Linked DNA regions of Anser cygnoides: region 2 is linked to region 1. The links are chromatin contacts, called in public Hi-C maps. All regions are on one chromosome and are shown on one strand. Each heading gives the region's core, a stretch centred on a gene start, on an enhancer-like site or on the middle of the called end of the contact. The rest is flanking DNA. Distances are from core to core; before and after follow the strand shown. Region 1 overlaps IGFBP2 (insulin like growth factor binding protein 2). Region 2 has its middle 200 kb from the start of IGFBP5.

Region 1 (6,847 bases), core at 1,978-4,477:
GGTCTCCCTCGACATCTTTGCAAGCTTTTAATGTTCCTTTGGGCTCCCAAAGAGTAACCTCAATATCTCAAAGTTACTTGAATAAAAACTGAGATTTAGCTTATTTTTCTAGCTTTGTGGTTTTTTGTGTTTTTTTTTGTTTTTTTTTTTTCTTTTATGTCAGCCAAACTAAAATGATCAGCCCCAGCCACCACACACCAAGGCAGGACCCAACGCATGGACCCCACCACACTGCAGACCCGGAGCTGTCGCCTCCCCAGCTCCCAAGCGTGCGGCCGCAGCTCTCTGCTCCCAACCCTCCCACCCTGCCGGGACGGACCCTGCCGGCTGCTCTCTGTGCTCTCTGCAGGTCTGAGCAGGTCTCCACCGAGCCAGACGGGTCCAAATGAGCCTGCCAGCACCTGGGTGAAAATATGCAAAGTGAACCCGAGAGTGGGCGCAGGGGGAGAACGTGAGGCTGGCAGAAACACAGAGAGAAGAAGAGAGCACAGTACTTTATAGCAGAAAGAAAATAAACTTGCTGACCAAAAAAAGATGCAATGGGAAGAATGTACAAGGCTGTAGGGACAAAAACAGCAGCTAACAACGAAGGCAAGGGGGGATTGGGGTGAACACGTTGATCAGCATGGGTATAACGGTGTGTTTCTCTCTCAGCACCAAGGAGATCCCCGAGGGCCCCCAGAAGCCTTCTGCAAACAGGGACCAAGTTTTTGGCTCACCCACCAGGCTCTCAACCCAGAGAAGACCAGGTTTCTGCTGTTGGAAAGATCATCAAAATAAATTCCAAAAAATCCCCGGGGATTTTGCATTGGAGGTTTTCGGAGGTTTCTTCACCCCGGCATGTTCAAACTAGGCAGCACATGCCATGTGTGGCACCACCGTGGTTTCTGTAGTGTTCAGCAGCGGAGCACCTCGCAGGCTGTTTTAGTCTAAGAAATGCGGATGCAGAAGGGATGAGAGCAGCCCAAAACTGAGACGAGCTCCAAAACGAGGCCGCCGTACCCTATTCCAGCTACAGCCCTGCACTAGGGCCAGCAAAAGCCCTGCACGTTTTTTTTTCAGAAAGAAGCCAGGCAGTGAAAAGCCCGCAGCGGGAGCATTTTCCTTTCAGGCTGACCCGAGCCGTCCTGCATACCCGCAGCGAGGGCACGGCCACGGGCAGCCAGCTCGCCCGCTCCAGGAGGGGAAAGGGGAAGTTAATTTTTGCCGTCAAAAGAAAATAGGGAGTTCTGTTCCGACAGCAGGAACGTAGCCGTGACATTTAGTCACTTGCTATTTCTGCTTCCCGGGTACATCCCTCTACACAGGAGAGACAGGAGTCCTCCAGGCGGCCCCACAAAATGCGTTTGCCCAAACTTCGGTGTCTAAACCCACACCGAGGTCCCTGCGTGAGGGCAGGGTTTTGGGGGGAGGTCAGGCTCCTCAGCTCGGTGCCCGGGCAAAGCAGGCTGCCTCTGAACAGATGCATGGAAAAAGGGCGAACCTGCAGCTCTGGCCTAGGGCTGCCCGGGGTCTGACTCACCAGCCCAAAACAGCAAACCCAGCCACGCCACAAGCCGGGGCACGACAGCAGCACCGCACCGCATTAGTGCAGGTTCAGCAATGAGGAGACCAGTGCTCCCCTGCTCTGAAGTGCAGCCGTTCACCACCGCCGCCATGGGAAAACCCGCATTTGCTCCATTTTTGGCTGCGACAGCCCGTGATCCTACTGCGCATGCTATCGTGGCAATGCTCTTGCAACAAAACCAACACCCCCAGCCCAAATTCCAGCTCTCCGATCAGGACACCACCTCGTCCCTGATGTCCCCATCCCTCTTGCACTGCCTGGAGGCACAGGCTGTGGCTGTTTGCCCTCCAGGCACCGTGCATGCCTGCAGGGTTGGAGAGAAAAAGGGTGCAACCGGCTTGAGGTAACTCCCGTGCAGGGCAAACTGCAAGCTCCGAGCCTTGCACAACAAGCCCAGGTCCCGGCGTCAGGCGGCCAGCCCAGCCCAACCCAGCCCTGCCCCGCTCCTGCTGCTGACACTGCTCAGCCCACGGCTGCAGGGATTTCCAAGGCACAGCCCAGTCTGCTGCCCGCTCACAGGGACGCCTTCCTCGCCCCCGCCGATTGCAGATGCTTTCCGCCATGCAGATCATTAACGGCTTTTTCATGGAGAAATCTGGGGAATTCCTCCCATTAAAAATATCTCCTAAATCTGATGGCACCCACAATGGACTGCTTCGAGAGAAAAGCTGCAAGAGCTCACTGCAGAAAATATAATTTTTTATGGCAGTGGACAGTCCAGAGTGGATTGTAAATTCTCCCACAGGAGCATTCACACACTCAACACATAGCTCAATGTCAGACCTGAACATGGGTAGTGATGACGGGACACAAGCAAGATGCATAATTCAGCTGCCTAAAATGCAGCCTCAGCATGGGATGCCATGAACAGGTTATGCATTCAGGCAACTATCCCCACATGGGCAGGGAAAAAAAAAATAAAAGAACTGGGGAAAAAAAAGGGGAAAAAAAAAAGGCAGAGTCAGTTAAATATTTATAGGGGGCCTCTGCATTTCAGAGGGGAACAGATTTTATGTCAGCTGGAAGATTTTGGCTCTGCCTGGGCAGATCACCGCCAGGGGAAAGGACACCTCCTGGATGGGACCTCCCTTCTCACCGCGGCTGCTGCTCCCAGACACACGAAGCGATGAGAGATGACAGCAGGTAGCAAACTGGATTTGTAAGAGCAACTCCAGATTGGTCTTATGCATGGAGATCTTCCTACCCAACGCCTCAAGACACAGCAGTCACGTACACGGCTGAGGGTTGGCTCGCTTCCCCAGCACTTGAAGCCCCGCTGCTGGAAGTCAGGAGGGTAACTCAAGGCAAGGCTCACCCCATACTCACCCTTTCCATGAATTCCCAATTTACTGGCCACCACCTAAGGCAGGATTATGGGTCTGATGGACTTTTGGCCAGCCTGGTGTGCTGCCAGGTCATATCCGCACTGCCCAAACATTTTCAGCACGGTCTGAATTCGCAAAGGTCTGTTTCAGGACACGAAGGGCCAGCCCAACGGCCAGGGGTTAAGGTAACAAATCCTTGAAATCAGACTGATAAAAAGACAGAATAAACACAAAACAGAGGTAAGCAAGGACTGAAATCAATAACAATCATTACTAGAAAGTCGGAAGCTGTCCAACCAGCTGAGATTAGAAGAAAGCTCTCTGCATTATCATTTTTTTACTCTTTTCTAACAGGCAAATTTTGTTAAAGCTGAAAGATTTGTGATTAACCCGTTGTCAGCTCAGCTGGCCTTAGTCCCTGTAGGATGAGAGTCGTAGTTCCCAAGAGGCCTGAGCACAAACCAAGCCACTTTCTGTGCGGTGGGACCTGCCGGAACCTGATCACCTCCCTGGTCAGTTTTGCCATGTTCAGCTCCAAAACAGGAGAAAAAAAAAGCAAGCAAGTCAAGCCCCGGTCCACAAAGGTGGAGCTGCTCAGCTCCACCTTTAGATTCAAATGGAGAACCCCCTGTCCATACACAAGTATCTGAAGCAATATTCATAAAGCAAACACTGGAATGACCGGCAAGCAGGGCTCACTTTGCACACCTGCCCCTTACCAACAGGCAAATCTCAGGACATCAGTGCTTCTAAAAAAGAGGTTCAAATAAAACTGAGCACACTGAGTCCACTGAGTACATTTGTTTAAAAAGCTACGTGAAACGCGGTAAGTATTTACAGACAGACTCCCCACAAACGTAAGCAAGGGAAAGTTATCAGCTCTGGGCTCCCAAAATATTTACTTAGTTCACAGTTATTCTGGCTACTCTTGAGTAGCTCTTTCCAAAGTCACGTGCTGTCATTTTGATGGCATTCCCTTGACCAAAACTCAGCCGCAGAGGACCCTTTCCCATGGGTGTTTCCAAGCACTTTCCTACCACAGACACAAATAGGGTCCTTGCAAGGCAGGAACAGCACTATGGAAACTCATCACAGAGGTGGGAGACAGCTGAAGGTGCACGGCCTCCACCGTAAAAATCCAAGGGTCAGATGTGAACGCTACATAAAACTGAAACTGCAGGAGTAATTAAAAAACCTATTTGAATGGCGTAAGCTGAGCAGGGGCCAAGAGGCTGAGAGAAGACACCCTTGTAGAGCAGGCTGGGGCATTTTAGTGGCTGCAATTGATCTAAAACTTGGGTTCAGATCTCATCTGGCCAAAAGCCACAGCTTCAGAAGCACGTCTGGTGGAGGATGTCGGTGTACTCTGCACGTTTCCTGACAAAGGCTTGGGATACCAGTTCTTATTTTTAGTACTATTTTCATTTCTTCAAGTAATGAGTTCAGTGTTTCAGGCAGCCCTGGAGGAGCAGGAAGGACATGTCCTGTAATAAAACTAATTAATTCATGTGGAATTTCTAGCCATTATTATGAAAGTGGCCAAATTCCTCACTCCTGAAAAGCTGCCAAAATAGCCATTAATCTGGCTGTGGTCACGAGCAGGATTCCTGTGGCCTCCTTCAACACTCGACTGGCCCCCAGGACAGAGACTGCAGAAACCCAAGCGGATGTTGTGATTTCCTCGCACCGACTCCCACAGCCCGAGCTTTACTAAATAGGACCATTGCCTTACAGGGCTCCGTGCCAAATTCCTCCCGGTGCCCCCAGACCAGACATGCCTCAGTCATGTGCACAAAGGTCGAGACCTGCCAGACCTCCAAAATCAAGCAGTTTGACGGCATTAAAAGCCCTGCAGACCAACCACTTCCACCCACCCAGCCCTGGTCATGCTCTCAATGACAGGTGCCCTGAAGGGAGCAGGGTACCGAATTTCTCCTGGACAAACTAAAAAATGTATTCCTACAGCTCCACTGGGCCTGCTAGGAGCCTGAGGTTTTTGGGTCCCATCTGCAGTCAGTGGGAAGCCAGGCTCCTCCACAGAGAAATTTCAGGCAAGAATCCCATCGACCGAAATCCCTCAATAATGCACAAGAATTAATGGAATCTGTCTTGCTCCCTGTGAGCTGGGGGTGACAGGGTCTGTGGGGTCTGGCAAGGAAAAAAAGCATGGAATAAACTTATTTCAGTCACTAAAATCAACAACAACAACAAAATGACTCAGTATACCCACAGGGAGCCAATCTATTGTGTAAGAAGGCACCATTTTGCCATAGCCTCTTTTTTTTCCCCAAAAATTCTGGACTGCTCTTTAAATTTAGTGATGGGTTAGAGGGTTAGCCTCAAATAATACCTCTGGTGTTGTCCCACCATCCAGTCCCAAGAATGGCCAGGCTCCCTGAACACCACCAGGAACCCAGATTTTCTGCCTCAAATGTCCTGTATAACAGACTGGTGGGATTTCTAACAGTTTAAACAAAATCCTCCCCAAACAACCTCTGCACAAGACATGGAGGCAGGTTTGCTCACCATGGATAAAGGAGAAGGTCCCCTACTATGTCAATGCGTTGCTTCAGGCCTCCTGATCCCAGTGTCCACCATGGCAGATGATTTACCATTCACACCACAGTTGGATCAAGATGGTACAGCACTGATTTCCCTGCCATTTCGTCAATCTGGTTCGTATTATGTTCAGATGAAGGGAGAGGACCCTCTACACATCAAGGACTGTATTAAACTCATGGCCCTTAGTGGTAAGTACTGTGCCAGAAATAAAAGGCTCTTGGAGCTCCATAGGGCAGACAGGGAGAAGGTTCTACCACAGGACCGTTGTCCTTGACCAGTCTGACTACGAGGTGCCTTGCCAGAGCCTCAGATGGATGCTGGAGCAGTTGTTCCAACCTTCAGAAAGCAGTGGTGAGACTCATTGCAGTGTTACCGCTCAGCATTTCCTTCTCACTAGTTCAACTGCAAAGCTAGAAGAGCAAAGCAGCTGCTGTGCGGAAGGCGAATTGCAGCACCCCTGACGAGTGTCCCCAAGAAACAAGACACGATTCACCCAGGTAACTGGAATTTACCTTTGGCAAAGGCTCTGCAAGGCGAGTGAGGAGGACCAGAAGGAACAGAAAAGCACCGTGGAAAGCCACAGGGCTGTTGGGTTAGCCTCACCGCCAACAGAAATGCCACTGTGGCCAACCACCCTGACCTTACAACCCACACGGCCTACCCTTCTGGTGGCCGAGACCCAGAGGACACAAACCAAGGCACTTCAGGGAGCTCCCAACCCAGCCACCGAGGTTCATCTCCCAGCTGCCGAGCCGGATTGACCGCAATATCATCAGCTCCACAGCCTGTCCACAGATACGGGCCACAGCCCCACCACGAGCCCAACAGCGCAGGGAAGACGAGGGCCCCACTCCGGCCACCCCTCCTGCTCCTCCTCCTCATGCGAAACCTGAGTTCCTCTCCCCGTTTCTGCTTGCTTTTGAAGTGCCAGATGAAACGGCAGCAGATGGAGGCGAGCAGCCCGCTCGCCGAACGCACCGAGAGACGAGCGTTTCCACATGGGCTGCGTGGGAGGCCTGCCATTGCTCTGGCTGCAAACCCCGCGCCTCCCTCCAGCTCAGCTCACAGCTGAACCGCGCACCTCGCCCCCAGCGCCGCAGACAAACCCTCGCGAATTCAAACAGAAAATCACCCCCGAGCAATTTTCCAGATGAAAAAAAAAAAAAGAAAAAAGATTAAAAAAAAAAAAGTCAAATTCCAGCCAGTTTTTCTGCTTTTGCTCTTCTGCCTTCACTGGGACCACTTAGGGTCTGTACTGCTCCCCTTCAGAACAAAATTTGGGAATTCTGAAATACAGAGCTCTGCCTCCAGGAGACAGGCCACACTGGAGGACACACACATCCTCACTGGAGGCACCGAAAAGGACACCAAAAACCACAAAAATTCTTTCCAC
Region 2 (6,847 bases), core at 1,798-4,297, 270 kb before region 1:
ACACCCATGAATCCCTAGTGTGTTCATATGGCTCTACATTAGTGTAGAAAAAGATAAGGTGGTGCCAACATTTCCATTATGCTGCTTCATTTGCAAAGTTTTGAAAGTCAGCCATAAATTAAAGCACTCTGGAAGACACTTTGGCAGATGGCATCCTGACTTGTGAGTAAATCTGGTAGATTTTGCTTTCCATTTACGTTTTTTGACATTTTTTTCTTAAAATGAAGATGAGAAAATGACTCTAGATAAACACAGGACCCAAAACATTATGACACAAAAGCATTACTATGGGCTAAAAGACCACTTAGCAGGAGAGAAGAATAATGATGTGCAAATATCTGAAGATCATCCAAGAAGAAAGATCAGTCATTCAGGGAGGTCCAGGGTGGAGGGGGGTTAACGCAAGATGTAGAGAATTAAGAGCAGTGGGTTGAGGCTGAGCAAAGGAAAAATTAGCTTGAGGAAAACTTTCCTAAGATTGGACTGGTCTCCCAGGGGAGGTGATGGAAACCTGATTGTTTGAGTCACACAGCCCTGGACTGGCCCTGTTTCTGAAGAACATGTTGCGGTGAGCTATCCCACACGGGCAGGGAGAAGGCCTGCGTACCTTGGAGATTTCCATTCCCCACTTGGATGACTCACTTCAAAGTGCAGGATGAATTTTAAGCTGGTGGGTTAACTGCCTGAGCAATGCTTGCCAGGACACGTGTCTCTCTCTGCTAGGAAGGGAAGACTTCATTGCGTAGAGAGTACTGTTGTTTCACCTGCTCCACAAGCATACAAGGAATCATCAGTTGTTAAGCCACCCCTACCCAGCAACACAGAAGATACATGGAAAACATTACCTTCCCTCCTTCTGGCCCTGAGAGCTGATGGGGTAAAAGAGGCCTTCTGTATGAAGTCATAAAATAAGTAGGAATGGAGGGGAGGAAGCTAGTTCAGTGCTTATGAAGACTGGGGATGTAACTTTTAGCAGTGTTAAAGGCATTTGTAAGAACCCCAAGAACCGTTTTCAAAAGCTGTTCCATTCAGCAGACCGAGTCACACCAATAGTTCATAGGTCTTCCTTTCTGTCTCTCTGCAGTTGCCTCGTGTTGTTCAGGAGAGGAATCATCTCTGCTTATGCAACCCAGATGAACCCCACCTTTTGATTGACCCTTAGCTACTAGATCACATACTGCTTTTGACAATTTAATCCAAACCTGATTCTATCCCTGGACTGTGATTTTTTTCTAGGTGGAAGGCAGAATCTCCTTTCTTTGAAGACTCTACTGTTATTCAGGCAACATAAAAACTGTTTCAACTACAGGACCCTCACTTTTCTCTTCCCTTTTCTTTACAGCATCTTGGAAGGCATTTCTCCAATTGCTCACTTTCTCCTACTGGTGCTGGGAACCGTTGGAAGCAATTGTTTGTGTTTGCAGTGGGTGGACCTACTTATTAATTCCAGCACTAAACACAGAAAGGCCGAACTCTTCATGAAATGAAAACCAACTCTATGACACCTCTTACCTATTCTTCCATAGAAATATAACACTTTGAGGTCTAAATGTGATTTGTGTCCCAATACACTGGAACATGTCCCAGTATCCTCAGGGCCTTAGGATCCTGCTGGTATGGTATTAGCCATCTTATTAAGCTAGTGGACATCTCCAGAGAAACTGCTATAGGTGTGGAAGACAGGTGAGTTACACAGTGTGTCACGATCATAGCTGTTGTTGTGGTCCAGGTTGGAAAGCTGGGTCTCAAACAACCTACCCTTTGAACCAAAGGGGTAACCTGAATTTTTCCACACAGAGGACTTAGCACAGGGCTGACAAGGCTGAGTGAGATTTCTCCAGGCCTTCTCTGAAATCCAACTCAAATGGCGTATTTCTTTCCCTGAGGAGACTATTTGCACGACTTTTCACAAATCTCCCAGCAACAATGATATAAATAAAACCCAATACAACTGTAGACTACAGAACAGTCTTGACAACTTGTCCTGCCCTTTCCTACAGGGGGGGCTTGTTCCATGCAATGCTACTTATATCGACATGGAAACTTTGGAGGTTTTTTTTTTTTTTAAATCTTGGCAAGGAAACAGGAAAAGCTCTACCAAGTTAATGATTAATGCAAGGAATCACATCCTCACATATTGAACAAATAAATACAAGCTAATATAAATAGGAAAATACTCCTGGAATTTGTCAGTCAGTGGTCTTATTATCTTGAGATCCAAAGCCAAAATTGCAGACTATGGTTTACAGATGCGTTTTCACCCTCCTCCTCCTTTTTCTTTTTCTTTTCATTTTTTTTTTTTTTCATGGCAGCTCAAAGGGGCTTGTGGCTTCCTTGCTAGGAATTGCTCCTCTGACAGAAAATTTGGAATTTGGTCCCCTTTTCAAATGAGTTTGGCAAATGTTAGTGAAAAGGTTGCTAGTAAATATTCTTTGAAAACATTTATAGGTTTCTGAGGGTGCATGAAAACAGTTTGGGCTGCAGTTCACAAAACTTCCACCCCACCAGAGACTTGGGAAATTCTTCACGATGTATTTTGCCCCAACTACTCCTCCGTTCCCAGAACACTTTCTCTTGAAAAGTCCCACATGTGAAAAAAGAAAGGAAGGAAGCAATAAGGGTAAAAGAATGTAAAAGGGATACAAGTTTTTACCTTTTCTTTTTTTTTTTTTAATCTGCTTATTTGAGTTTGGAGGAAATTAGGAAATTACAACCAGTGTCCCTACACATTTAGGTTCTCAGATCTCAGAAACAAGTTGTTATGAGCTTTTTTCTGGGATCACTGATAAAGTGGATTAAGAAGGTTCTTTCCTATGTACTATATTTTGTTAGTTTGGGCTGGCTTTTTCTGGTTTTGTTTTGTTTTTGTTTTGCTTTTGTTGTTTTTGTTGTTGTTGTTTGTAACCCACTAGACAGACTCTTAATTTCCTTGAAGCATTTAACCCTAATGCATCTTTTTCCTAGCTTTTAAATGATGACAGCCTGATTTAGGTGAGTTTGGAACTACTCTGGGTCTTCACTGTAGCTCCAAGTTAGAAAAGGTACTAGGTATGTAGGCATATTTGTCAGAATGACTATTCTCAGGATCAGGTTTGAATCGGTGCTATAGAAGCAGAAGATCCTGTGGTAGCCATCAGTATTCCTTCTGTACTCTGTGGCCATTAAGAAGGGAGAAGCTGGTGAACCTGTTCCTACTTTAGGGTTCATGAGGCTAAACTTGTGTGCCAAAATCTGTGTTTTGCATTATTAGAAAAATTTCCTCTAGATAATAGCCATTCTCCCAAAATTACTCATTAAAGAAAAGAAAAAGAAAGAAAGAAAGAAAGAAAGAAAGAAAGAAAGAAAGAAAGAAAGAAAGAAAGAAAAGAAAGAAATCCAACATACTACTGATTGTTCAGCAGAGAAATATTATCGAAGAGCTCCTCCACATAAGATATTTTTATTGAGCTCCTCTCCCTCCTTTGCTGCTTTGCATCTCTGAGTTGCACTTTGGTAAGACGAACCTTTGGTTGTAAGTCCCTCCAGGATCTCATGAAATGAGCATGATGGGTCTCAGTGCCCTTCTTTCTGGGCCAATTGTCAGGGTCACAGAAAACTCTCAGTACAGTTGGCAATCTCCTATTAGAAATCTCAGCTGGGAGGCCATGTAAACCACTGGCCAAAGCTGCAACAAGATTTGAGCCTGTTTCAAAGTTCAAAGGGGAAGAAAAACAAAAAAACTTTGCTAATTCCCAACATTTCTGCTGACTCAGCATCCAAACAACTGGAAATTTCTCCTTGACTGGGAGAGATGTGTCCAAACATAAAGCCTGGATCTGGCCACACTTCTGTGTTGTAAGAAAGTTTGTAACCAGACCTCCACTCTAAACTTGGCTCTCCGCCAATACTCACAAAGCAAAATGAAATCCCTGTTTGATTGTTTAATGCAGCCCAGGAGCTAGACACAGCCATGGTTTCAGATGGGAGAGTGGGGCTGGGAATATCATGGGCCAAAGAGTACACACTGTATTAGGCAATAATGCCAAGGGGTAGCAAACAACAGTTCAGGGACATAATAATTCACATTCAGGAAAAACCCAAGGGTCTGCTTCAGCCAGGGACTCACCTTTCTATTCATCCAAAAGAATCAGAGTCTCCCCACAAGACCCAAGTCTTCCCAAATTCTGATGTGAATATTGTGGATTCAGCAGAACTGCCCTGAAACTTTGAACTCTGGGAGATTTCCGTGTCAATAGTTTTGCTAGCTCTGTCCTTTTTCTAAACTTCCCTCAGAGCCCTCTCCAACATGTGCTCCAACTGTTTTAAGAGCCTTGGTTGCTGGGGTTTGCCACGTAATCAATTTACCATCCCCAAGCTTGGCTGACTTTGATAAAGAGGATTTAGGGGGTTAATTTGAGCCCTCATATTTTTGAGGGGACGCTATACTTAGGAAACTTTCTGCATTGCACTTCAGCATGGATTAGTTGTTCTGCTTCCCATAAAACCTTATGTCTGCCAGCTCGCCTAGGATTAGAACTAAAATGGAGTGTGTAGATCCCATTGCCACAAATAGAGCTTCTGCAATAGGGCTGCTTGGCTTGGGATATGAGCCAAAGTTATAAATATTGACGGCCTGAATTTTCAGCCCATCACAGTTGCAATATATATATGTATGTATATATGTGTGTATATATATATATATACATACATAGATATGTGCTTATGTGTGTGATACTTCATACCCATGGTCACCCTCAATGCACACAAGCAAACTTGTCAGGCTGTCCTTCAAACCTTCAAATGCCAGGACAGAGACTTGCTACTATTAGAAATGTTTTGGGACAAAAAATAAATTGGATTTTTTTTTGTCCTCAGTGAGACAGACTTGATGTTTTTACCTCTCTAAGGACACATCTCTCTGTGACATTGCTTTGTGTGGCATTCAGAAGCAAAGACCACCTCGAGACCTGCTTGAAAACAGCGGCTTTTCCACTTTATGGTTTCAAGTAAAATCTCCAGCTCCGAGTAGCTGTGCCTGTTTGCTTTCCTGAGGGAAGGGTCTTCCTTGGGAGTACAGAAGGAAAATGTCAGAGCCTAGTCAGCTTGTTACTTAAAGGCTGTTGTCTCTTCTTCTGGCTTGTTTGTAGACCTTGATTAAATCTTGAAAAGGGCACAGCTGTTCCTGGTACTAACTGCCAACCTCCTCTTTAAATGAGCAACATTAATTCTCTGTGTTGGTTATGTTACTACTCATGAAAGATGGTGAATGGGCTGCTTGCCAGTGGAGGTCCACAGACGTAAAGGCTGGTGGTGCAAACATTCTGCAGCGTGTCTCGAAGAACCAGTCTGCAAGGGAGAAGAGCTGTCAGGGCCTTGAGGTGCTGCTGGTCATGGACTGATTGTGATGTGGCTAACTCAGCTGGAAAATGTCCTGAAGGACTCAGCATTGAAGGCAGAAGTGGGAGGACCAGTGTAATGAAGTTTAAAACTTCATTTCTGACAACCTACCGGCCTGGCAGTTGTTCTGAATCACTGTTGGGGCTGCATAGGCATGCAGGTACTGCTGAGAAACATAATTAATCCCCACCTCTCTGAATTCCCACTGTCCCAAACAGGACTGAGAAGTAAGAGCATCTCCCACTTCCCTGCTCCTGAAGCCTTGGAAGGAAGGAAGTGGAGGCAGCGCATGTGAAAAAGTACCCAAAGAACAAACCTCAATGTCATCACAGGCAGAAGCAGGGAATCCTCTCCCTTCCCAGTCTAACCTCACCTTTTCTTGCAGACCGTGGTAGTCCAAAAACCCTGCTAATGCAAAATCCCAGGTATAGGTGAAAGGGCACAAAGACAGATTGTTTTCCCTTTATAAATCCAAGGTGGTAACACCTGAAAACCCCAGTCTGAGCTCAGAACCTTCCTGTGGAGGCTATTATGCAGATGGGTCAATGTGAAAACAACTAAGCATGACACTAAAGGTTTATGAATTTGAAAGGATATTCCATGCATCTGTCTTAAATCTGCCCGTTTCTTGCTGTGTGGGTCACCCTCATGCCAAGTTTTCCTTGTAAATCAGGAGCAAAAAATATACTCCAGGCTTGGTGCCATGCAGTGAAAGCACATGTCTTGTCTGTACATAATTGTACAGAAACTGGAGCCTTTTATTTTCCGTGAGAACAGACCCCTGACAATCAAATCCTGTCTTTCTGAGACACTTATCTGGCGTCTCGTCACATAGTTTCAGAGGATTTCATAGGTCTGCCTGCATTTACCTTCCCCAAACTCCTGCAAGGTTAGGAGGTTAGGAGGTGCTGTTGGTTTTGCAGTGATAAATTATTATCAGTATATATAATTCTTTATTAATTTTCTCTTGTTCCATTTTGCCATGCTGCCAATGTGGAATTTTGTAGGTTAATAAATAAATAAATAAATAAATAAAGTCTCACATCTCAAAATAATTTATACTTTTATCTTCCACTTTTTCTTTTTTTTTTTTTTATTTTTATATTTACCTAAAATTAACTTTTCTTAAATAAAGATAATACCGTTCTCCCCACCTCTTTCTAGAACTTGAAAATTAAACAAAACCTCTTATATTGGGCTGGATTAAATATTTATATTAGACCTCCAAATAAAACAAACTGCTTTTTGTTGTTGTTGCTTTAATGGAAATATTTTAGATGAATCCCAGTCTACCTGTTTTTAATGTTGATGTTTGAGCTTGGCTAATAAACCAAAACCCTTTTGTCTTCCAGTTATCACCTATTGTATCAACGAAGGTTGTGGCATAGGTGATTTAAATTCCTTACTTAAGGTCACGCAGGACACTGGTGACAGAGAACAGTATGGAGATCTTACAGTCCTAGGCCACTAA

Evidence for each region. Hi-C and Micro-C count contacts between places; a contact is called where the count stands out from the background.
Region 2: a contact with region 1 is called in a Hi-C map of liver, with 11 times the contacts expected there. The contact joins two enhancer-like sites. A contact is called at or near these places in 2 of 7 Hi-C or Micro-C datasets (both in liver).

The regions. Positions count from the first base shown.
Region 1 is chr6:31,130,906-31,137,752 of Taihu_goose_T2T_genome, reverse strand. All of the region lies in intron 1 of IGFBP2 (insulin like growth factor binding protein 2), which reads right to left. Among named protein-coding and RNA genes, the nearest start is that of IGFBP2, 11 kb to the right of the region's middle. Within about 2 kb of position 3,227, at least 2 of the 3 cell types and tissues checked have open chromatin away from gene starts, as enhancers often do. A contact at or near this core is called in liver, where this site is marked.
Region 2 is chr6:31,399,356-31,406,202 of Taihu_goose_T2T_genome, reverse strand. No RefSeq gene overlaps it. Among named protein-coding and RNA genes, the nearest start is that of IGFBP5, 200 kb to the right of the region's middle. Within about 2 kb of position 3,047, at least 2 of the 3 cell types and tissues checked have open chromatin away from gene starts, as enhancers often do. A contact at or near this core is called in liver, where this site is marked.